Linked DNA regions of Mus musculus: region 1 is linked to region 2. Evidence: chromatin contacts called from public Hi-C data. All regions are on one chromosome and are shown on one strand. The core of a region is the stretch at or near the end of the contact, and the rest is flanking DNA. Distances in the headings are between cores, read along the strand shown.

Evidence for each region. A called contact is a pair of places that touch in the nucleus more often than the background predicts.
Region 1: a Hi-C map of myocytes shows a contact between it and region 2, with 1.8 times the contacts expected there. The contact joins two enhancer-like sites. A contact is called at or near these places in 2 of 484 Hi-C or Micro-C datasets (cerebral cortex and myocytes).

What each region holds. Positions count from the first base shown.
Region 1 is chr7:67,535,323-67,540,151 of GRCm38.p6, reverse strand. All of the region lies in intron 7 of Lrrc28 (leucine rich repeat containing 28), which reads left to right. The region is part of intron 2 of Gm34079 (a long non-coding RNA gene); the gene reads right to left. Among named protein-coding and RNA genes, the nearest start is that of Gm34079, 17 kb to the right of the region's middle. Within about 2 kb of position 2,976, at least 24 of the 459 cell types and tissues checked have an H3K27ac peak or open chromatin away from gene starts, as enhancers often do. A contact at or near this core is called in myocytes, where this site is marked.
Region 2 is chr7:66,810,727-66,816,028 of GRCm38.p6, reverse strand. The region is part of intron 10 of Cers3 (ceramide synthase 3); the gene reads right to left. Among named protein-coding and RNA genes, the nearest start is that of Adamts17, 26 kb to the left of the region's middle. Within about 2 kb of position 3,073, at least 52 of the 459 cell types and tissues checked have an H3K27ac peak or open chromatin away from gene starts, as enhancers often do. A contact at or near this core is called in myocytes, where this site is marked.

The DNA of each region.
Region 1 (4,829 bases), core at 1,727-4,226, 720 kb before region 2:
TGGACCACCACATCCAGCTAACCCATTTATTGATTGGCACTATCGTGTGGGTGTGTGGGGGTGTTTAATTTTTGCAGTTCCTTATTCTGCATAATGTTCTAGATATTAACTCCCTGTACCTCTAGCTGTACTCTCTTATTCTGTAGGCTGTGTGTTCTGCTGGTAGTTTCCTTTGTTCATAGACCATTTTCACGTAAGGGCTCTTTACACTCAAAACAATATTGAGTATCTAAATGGCACCTCCTTGAGACATGCCCAGAGCAGCCCAGCTGCATCTAGCAAAAGTGTTACAAGGTTTGCATTTTGAGGCCAACAAAGTAAGTTACTTGGTGAGACAAAAATACTAGTACTTCCCTGAGCATTGGAGGAATGTAATAGAACCTAGAATCTCTTCAGTCTAGGTGTTAATGTCTACGCCACAGTTCAGAGTTCTGCAGCGTGTAAAGAACTGGAGGAATGTGGCCCATTCCCAAGAATAAAGATGCTTAGAGACCAACCTGAAGTGATCTGAAATGTCAGGATGCAAAAATAAAGATAATGAAATAATCTTGTAACTTTCTTCAGTAAGCAAAGAACAGGTTTATCATGAATGAAAAGACAAGCAAAACAGAACTAACACCCAAAAAAAAATATAACAAGATTTTAGAATAAAATCCTATGGCAGAATAGGCACAGCAACAGAAATTCTGGTGGGAAGCTGGAGCAGATAGAGAGAAGGAGGACAGAGGGCCCCAGCCCGTGTGAATGTCCATGCCCTGTCCCAGGAGAGTCAGGAGGGAATGAGGTGGCAGCAGGGTTCAAGAGGTCATGCCTCTGCTGCCTGGGCTTCACATCCTCAGCTCAGGACCTCTGAGGCAGTGTGAGCACCGCTCTGTGCCTGGCAGTGTAGCCCAGGCAGCTGGGAAGGGAACTTTGACAGCAACTAAAGATAAACAAGGAGACCTTTCTTTTTTGGGGGGTGGGTTTCGAGACAGGGTTTCCCTGTGTAGCCCTGGCTGTCCTGGAACTCAGGACCAGAACTTGTAGACCAGGCTGGCCTTGAACTCAGAAATCCCCCTGCCTCTGCCTCCCAAGTGCTGGGATTAAAGGTGTGTGCCACCATGCCGGCTAAGGAGACCTTTCTAAGGTACTAATATAAAACCCAGAGTGTAATGTCTGCAGGAAGGAGGACAAGTCAGGGGCTTTCTCCGAGTCCACCCTGGGCTTCCTAACGAATGAGAAAACAGAGCGAAAGCAAAGGAGCACTTCAGGGATGCTTAATAACTACCCAGTGAGCAAAGGCTTCGCCAGGACAATGGTGTTCTTTCTAGGTAGCACTTTCTTTCCTTCTCTAAAATGAAAAGATGGTTTTGCTACAAGGGAGGACATGTCTGTAGCATCCCTGTGATGGCAGATGGGCGTCGTGTGGGTACTCTGTAGGATAAAAAATCTGAATGCCTTGGCAAGACAATTTAAATCTTCACTTAAAGAAATCTCTCAATCCCAACCTCCCTCCCACTCCTCCCTCCATCCCTCTCTTCTCCATCTATTCCCCTCTCAGTGTCTGTCTATCTGTCTGTTTGTCTGTTTCTGGGGGTGAGAGGGTTTGAGGTGGTTACACAGGTGCCATGGTATGTTGTTGTTGACAACAACTCTGCTTTCAGTCCTTGCCTCCTGCCGTATTTGAAACAAGTTGTCTTTGCCACTGTGGATGCTAGGCTGGCTGGCCCACAGCTTCTGAGTAGCCTTATGTCTCTGCCTCCCATCTTGCTGTAGAAATACTGAGATCACAGACGTGTGCTGCTACTGCACCCAGCCCTTCTACATTAGATCTGAGGGTTTGAAAACAGGTTGCCATGGCTGCAAAGCAAGCATTTCACCCACTGAGCCATCTTTCCAGCCCTAACTTTGACATACTGTTAGATGGAATGGTGAAAGCAAAAATGAAGATGAACTAATTTACTACATCATATATTTTGGGGAAAATATGTAGCAAAATCTCAGTGGCAAGGTGACATTGCTATTCAGGTAACCTGTTTTAAGCTAAATGATGAGTGACAGCTATGACAATATTGAATTAAATGGAGATGTCCAATGATTACTATAATTATCTAAACCAGAGGTACTAGCATTTACAATTTAATCAGTGACTTAAGGATTCAGTGTGCGTATATTTATGTAACCTCCTAGGCAGTTAGTGTAAAATGTTTTAAACTACATGAATTCTAAATCAAGACTACCAGTGTTTAATAAGTGCTGGATAATACTTGGGTTTATTGTAAACTGAAGCATTTTGTATCTTCCATTCCTTCCTCTTGAGAGTTTACTTCATTGTTACTTCTTTTTTGTCCTTGTTTTTGTTTTGGTTTGGTTTGGTTTGGTTTGGTTTTTGAGACAGGGTTTCTCTCTGTGTGAGTGTGGCCCTGGCTGCCTAGAAACTCACTCTGAAGACCAGGCTGGCCTTAAACTAAGAAATCCACTTGCCTCTGCCTCTTGAGTGCTGGGACTAAGGTGTGGGACACCAGTACCCAGCCTCACTTCCATTTGGAGATCTCTGATGCTCACATCTTTAGGCGACTCTGGCCATGTGAATAAAGCCATGTGCCCTGTGCCCTGTGAACTAAATGGCTAAGTCCCAGTTCATGTTTTTGTTTTCTGTTGACTGACACAACTCTAATATTACTATGAAGCAGCAATAATAACAGTTAATAATAAAAAGAAAGCTTAACTGTACGTGTGGATTAGAATTGTTGGGTACCAGACAGTGTGCTCTTGGTTCATTTGTGTCATTGCACAAAATCTTCCCAACAAACCTTGTAAGTTATCCTTGTTTTGTAAATGACGGAAGTTGTCTAAGAATCTTGGTAGCAGCCACGTCATCACCTACTCTTAGCTTGCGCAGCGGCCATTCTGCCGCCACCGCTGTGTCTTTCCCCTTTGCCTGGGCTCACAGCTATGTGGGCTGGGACTCTTCTGCTGACTCCTCCAGAGTCAAATCCTTTGGAAGCAGCTCAGAGAAGGTAGGCAATAGAATGGCTGACTCAGTCCCTCCATCCTGGCAGCGCTTGGCTGCAGCTGGCTATTGAGGGTGAATCATAGAAGCCACGAATAGATTAAATTTAATTAGCTTCTTAATATCTAGTGGTAAAGAACAGGGGTTCTTCTGAAAGAATTATCAAAGAAAAACTAAACGTTCTATAAAATTAGGGTGCACGTGTTTAGTGTGAGCCTCTTCAATATAACCTGTGGTTGTTACAAGGGACAATAAGAGCCTTAAAGCCTGGCTTTCAGTGTCCTACCCATTGTTGTTAATGGGTTTGGGCTTAATCTGTGCAGAAACACTCAGGATGTATGTGAAGCAGCAGCTGTCACAGTAGCAGTGATGTGAGGTGTGTTCATGAAGGATGTACTATAATCCTAGCATTCAGGGGCCGACAGGAGGAGGGGGAGGGCCATGAGCTGGAAGCTAACTTTGTAATGTGCTTTCTACTCCATATTTTTATTTTATATTTTTACTCAGGATTCTCATTCTTCAGTGTGGATGTAAAGTTTGGAAACACACCCTTCAAGCTACAACTCAGATCAGTCTTCAAGTTGGGGCTATTTTATGCTGTATTAAAAAAAAAAGGCCCTATGGTGGCCATTCATGATATTGACTCTCTGAGATGATCCACAAGACCACAAAGAATGCTTTCTAAGAAATTCACAAATGCCTGTCATACTAAAATATAAAGCAGAAAATAAAGTTTAGAAATGGGAATATTATCTTACTACATACATGTATTTGTCAGAGTCAAGTTCCCGCAGACATGGAGGGATCTGTAGGGAAGAGCAGAGTCAAAGCGGTCTGGGGCAGAATTCCCCTGTCTGGTGATGCTTGGCCTTTTTGTTCTTTTGACCTGAGCACACGAGTCTCTGACATACCAGAGGGCGGTGAGTTTTACTGTTATAAATGTGGTATATGTTACTCCTATCGAAAAATACCCTCATGGGGCACCTAGTCTGGTGTTTGACTCAATACCTGGGCACTATGCCCTTGCTGGGTTGCCACAAAAAAATAAGACATTTGCCAAAATTCCACTTGACAGATGGCTGTTATTTTCCTAAGTCTGTTTCCTTACATGTGGCCTCCTCTTCCTGTTGGGTCACCACACACAAAACATTGCAGTACTCAGTCCTCTTAACTCCTCATCCCAAGAACTGTGGACCCCAGAGTTCCCCAACAGTTGCAGGTTTTTCCATTTCCCCCTCAGTCAGTATCAACCACGACCGATCCTTTTTATAGTTAGTGGCCTTTGTACTGGTTGTTATCTTTAAGAGTTTCCCCTGTTTGTTTGGTTTTTGTTTTTTATTTTCCTGACTTCTTATTTGACCCTTACAGATACAGTGATCGTCTGGCAGGGTGTGGTCACTAACAGCTGTCTCAGTGTGCATCTTGGGATGAGTTGTGGGGTTTCAGTTTCTAGGATGGCCACTACCTTGTATCCCTACCTCCTGTGAAGGAAAAGGAAAACAACAGATATTCTAATTCAAAAGACAAACTGGAAATCCTGTCAGCAAACTGGGTGGCAGCAGGGGAGGGGGTATCTTTATCTGATAAAATAGATCTTTGAAAACCAAGAATCAATACTATACTTCATGTTCAAAGAACTGAATTCCAGGAATGTTTGGGTTGCTGTCCGGCTAAAGCTAGTGTAAAGTTCAAGGTAAAAAGTAAGCAACTGAGAGTTGCAAGAAAAGGCTTTAAGAAGGATCTGCAGGCAGACGTATCAGCTGACTGTCTTCTGTAAGGCAGCGTCATCAGAGCCCTGTGGGACTGACAGATGTAGCACTAACACGGAAGAACCCTC
Region 2 (5,302 bases), core at 1,824-4,323:
GCTTCAAACTCAAACTTTAAGCTAGCTAATCACTCAGCTGTCCATCAATCTCATCGAGTTCTCATGTTCTCATTGAGTCTTCCATATTTCAGCAAACGGCACCACCACTCACTCAGCTGCACATAGCAAATCCCTCAAGGTCCTCCTCTTACAGACCTCCTCATTCTCCAGTCTGCCGTACTCAGCCAAGCACTTTGATAGAGGCCCTGCAATCATCGGCTTTCCAGAAATTGTCTCAGCTACCTCCAACTGGTATCAAATCTCTGTGGCCAGGTTCCAGCTTCAGAGCTGGCCCATGGCCTTGGAGTGAGTGGCACAGCCGTCAGACGAGCTGAGGCATAGCTGCACGTGTTTTGGTCCCTCGACACCTGCTGACCTGCACACCTTGGCAGTGGACCTGTAACAGACAGACACTCCACACAGTTCCTGCTGGACACTGCTGCTTCCCCATCTCAGAGGAGCAAAGCTGCTATTATTGGCAAGCTTTCTGCATAAGGAAAACACAGACGTACGCCTGCTCTCCTCTAAGGCCAGGCAAATTATGTTCTTTGACAACCCCAGTCCACCGGTCCACTTTCAAAAGGGAATGGGAAACACATCTCACTCCCTACTGGCTTTCAACAGAATGGTCATTATTTGAAGCTATTCTATACCAGAAATGACCACCCAGGGACCATGAAAAGGGTAGAGATGATGCTGAGCTACTTGGTCTCCAGTGCCTCAGGGGTAGCTCTGCCCTAGAGGATGCTGCCAGCATCCTGGGCACCTAGAGCTACTGTGTTCCTTCCTTTCTGCTATGGGTGAGTCCGTCCCACCTCAGTTTACCCCATGTGCCAGATACACATCATTTTCAGGTACCATGGGTGAAGGTTGGGGATGCTGTCTTAGGCTCTGTCTACAAGGCTGAAAGAAGCTGTGTCAACAAGAGGAAATCTTGGCATATTTCCTTCTATGAGGAAATATTCCTCATTAATGTACTGGCAAAATCCAGAGACTAGACGCTGTGTGGCTCACAGTACTCACTGCGGACAGCAAGAAGCATGAATAGGGTGGCAGGTGGGAGTGGCTAGCACCAGTACAGTTGGCTCTGAGTGAGACCCAGCAAGCTGTGACCTCAGATTGAAGTGGGAGTGGCCTTGAGGGTGGGACAAAGAGCATTTTGCTATGAAGATTCAAGTCATGGGTTCAAATGCACTTCCATGTTCCATAGGAAGTCACTAAGAAGAACTGTTCAAGGTATCAGGGACTCATCAGTGTCTGAGGAGAAGGCACCTGTCTCTAGTGAACCGCTCAACGAGGGCACTGGTGTGCTGTAGAGTAGCCACGTGGAGTTTTGAGTGTCATGGATTAAGTCTCAGGTGCCTTTCTTGGATCTCAGTTGGCTAAACTCAGGGAGGCAGGGGCTAGGGTCCTAGAAACTCAGTGGCTATGAAGCCACTGTGCCTTCTAGGTTTTACCTCTTATCTTCAGCAGGAATAAGAAGATGCAAATAGGGAAAAATAGAATGAATAAGGAAAAATAAGAAAGGACTCCCAGGAGGGTGTTTTGTTTTGTTTTGTTTTGTTTATGGGAATAGGGTGAAGAATGAAGTGTCTCTGTTGGGAGTTGGCCATCTCAGTGGTTACATTGTGGCCAAGCCAGGAAGAAGTCTGTATGCCTATGCATGTTCCCTTAGCTCAACCAGGGAGTCGTTTGTCCATTCAGCGGTGAGCTGAGCATGCTACATGGCTAGCTCATGATCTACTATGGGCCCTGCTTTCCACCTAAGGAAGCCAGCTCCCATGCCACCAGCGCTCCTTGCTGCTGAGTGGAAATGGTTGGAGAGATTCAGAGCAGCCACGGTGTGGAGAGAAATGCTAGTGGCTCAGAGTGCAGTGGTATGGCTTGAGAGGTAGGAGGGGTGTTGCATTGGAAAAACATTCTTCAAAGGCCTCTGGGATGGAAAGGGACCTTGAGGGCGTCTAGCCTAGTTTCTCTCTGAAGTTTCTGTGTTCTTTATGACAACCTGAGCAAAAGAGGTTCCCACGCCTACCTGCAGGTACACCTGCTTTGTTTTTCTTTCTCTCCCTCCCTCCCTCCCTCCCTCCCTCCCTCCCTCCCTCCCTCCCTCCCTCCCTCCTTCCCTTCCTCCCTTTCTTCCCTTCCTCCTCCCCCCCTCCCTCTGTCCCTCCCTCTCTTCTTTCTCTCTCTCTCCCTCTCTTCTTTCCTTTCTTTCTCTCTTTCTTACAGTTTTGGGGGGGGGTTTGGTGTGCTCCTTGCAGTTTTTACTTATGTTTTTTTTCAAGTTCTATCCTTTAGGCTGGTGGCAGGCAGAGTACACTTCTTTCAAACATTGTTATTTTTTTCTACATAGCTAAAGATAGCCCATTCCTCTTCCAGCTAAACATTCCCATCATTATGGTTTCGCTGTGGTGAATCCTCAGGAGATCATTCAGGGGAAGCTGCTTCTTAGTGCACTGCTGGTGAGAGACACTAGAACCTCTGAGGGGCGTGGCCTATGGAAGGTGGAGGTCTTATGACTGTCTGGTCTTAGACCTTCAGCTTCAGAATCATAAACTAAATAAACCTCTTTCCTTTATCAGGAACCCAGTCTTGGGCACCTGTTATAGCCCTGGAGAACAGACTCACACAGCATTTCCTTCCCCTGCTGCTCATATGACACCTTACCTACCCTGCACTGCACAGTGCACAAGTATAGTCTCATCTCTCTGTCACTCTGAGACATCAAGCTTCTTCACTACCCACTGGGTTACAAATCACATCTGAGCAGCCATACCTCTGGCTTCATTATTGCTATAATTTTAATACATTTTGGTTCAAGAATGTCTATGTTTTTATTAATTAATTGTACATACTATTAGTTAAGGCCTGATCTGTATTCCTCAAAAAAATGTCTGCAAGCAAAACAACCCAAACAAACTTGATGCCGAGGAACAGAGAAACCCTACACATCAGTGCAACAGATACAATAACGCTCACTTCTAGCCGATGACTCATCTCTACCCGCAGGGCTTCCTCACTCTCCCGGAATGACATCTGCAGCCGCAGCATCAATAAAACTGTGGCTGCGTGTTTGAAGCACTGTAACTAAACTCTATGCCTGGGAATCTGTGGCTTTGCAGTAATGTCAGGAGCCCAGGAGGCTGCTTTGTGAATGACTCCACGTCTCAAGCCGCACTTGGCAGTGAAACAAAGAGCACTATAATAAGCACTTTATGCTATTTTAAAAGCAAACTTTTAGCTCTCACTGTATTGAAAAAAAATGCACATTCAGGCAAAGAGGTCAATGTTCTAAGCTACTAGCAAAATACCTCCCTTTCTGTTGTAATAATTCTCATCATCCAAGTTGACAAGGTTGCAGGAAAGACAGACCATTGTAGTCTTGCTTCTCATATTTCTCCTCAGCGGCACTGCACTGCATTTCATTGGGTTCTTTCAACCCTGGCCACAAATGGACATTTGGTTTTCGGTGATGTGGAATTTTCTAGATCACACTGTGGTTGAGGATGCTCCACAGATGCGCAAACCACAAAGGTTCCGGTGAGCCCTGGGGTGCTGTGTTCCTTACAGCCTTTGGGCAGTAACAATGTTGATGGTCACAGATGCTACTTTGGCTACCAAGGCTGTCTGCTAAGCCACAAACTCTCCCTAGATTGTTTTTCTCCATAGAAAGAAAATATTGAAGCCAGAGTCACCTGGGCCCTTTTGTGTTTTTCTGATTTCAAATTATCTTTTTTTCTTAGTTGTGATTTCCTATATTTCTTTATAAACGGTATAGTCCATGGAGGAAATATAGACTCAGAACCATGATTCACTTTATAGAATAAGTGGCTCTAAGACGAATTAATAAACTAGTCACGCTGGTTCTCAGGGTTTTATCACTGTGAAGAGACAACACGACCACAGCGACTCTTTTGTTTGTTTGTTTTGCCTTGTTTTGTTTTTCAAGACAGGGTTTCTCTGTATAGCCCGGGCTGTCCTGGAACTCACTATGTAGACCAGGCTGGCCTCGAACTCAGAAATCCGCCTGCCTCTGCCTCCCAAGTGCTAGGATTAAAGGTGTGCACCACCAGTCATGGTGGTTCTCACCTGTAATCCCAGGTCTCAGTAGGCAGAGGCAGGAGGATCACAGTGTTTACAGCCAGTCTGGGACACACAGGGAGTTCAAGGCTAGCCTTGGCTACAGAGTCAATTCAAGACCAGCTTGGACTACAGGGTAAGACTATCCCACAAATAAACAACAATCGTCATTTCCTGAAGTGATGACACTTTGTGTTGTTGAGAGCTCTCTCTTTTACACTCCTCTTTCCTGCTCTCTCTCAGTCTGCATTCCGAGAACTTTATCCTTGTGAGTTTTACTCCTCTGGAACATGACAGTGTTGCTTTTTTCCCCAAACTTCCAGACTGGAGGAACAGCTGAAGCTGAGTGACCCACACGACAGAAGCCTAAGGGAGAAATGGCTTGAATTCTCAGAAGGAGTGGCAGCAATGGAAAGTCATCCATGGAGACCTCTCTGTGGTGGAGGAGGACCCAGGACTCTCTCTGTTCAGCCTAGGATGTAAATCAGAGTCACTTCTGCTGAGGGAGGAGGCTGACTGTCAAGGCTTCCAGTGTCTGGGTCCTACCTACCTCATTTGTCTTGCTGATGTAGCTGGCCTGCTTTGGGGTCTGGCTGGAAGCATTTTTCTTTTTCTTTTCCTTTTTCTTTTCCTTTTTCTTTCTTCCTTTTCTTCTTTCTTCCTTCCTTCCTTCCTTCCTTCCTTCCTTCCTTTCTTTCTTCCTCCTTCCTTCCTTCCTTCCTTCCTTCCTTCCCTCCTTTTCTCCTTTTCTTTTGTCATCCTAATGCACTGAGGTCCACATAGCCCATTAATCTGGAATTCTAGCATTCTCATAGTATGAGCAGCATACCTTATTGTATGATGTTCTTAAATACGAGTAGATTAAAAATATGAGTAGACTACATCAGGAGCTTGGTGCTGTAGCTCAGTGGAGGGCACCTATCTGGCATGCATGAAACCCTGAGTTCAATTTTCAGTCCTGCAAGAAAAAAGGCAAGTAGGCCAACTGATTGATTGATGGGTGGCAAGAGCTGGTGAAATAATGACTTTCCCATAAACTTCCTTGAATTCCTTGAAAGGTCCCCACAAGTGACTGCTGTAACTTGTTAGGCCGTTGTCACCAACATTATGCTTTCCTACTTTTGAACAAAAGGCTCAAATGACAACTTGATCAAGCAGAGCTTACCAGAAGAAAGTTCATTAATCTCCAAGTGGCCAACCCCACAGAATCATAGCTAGGTAA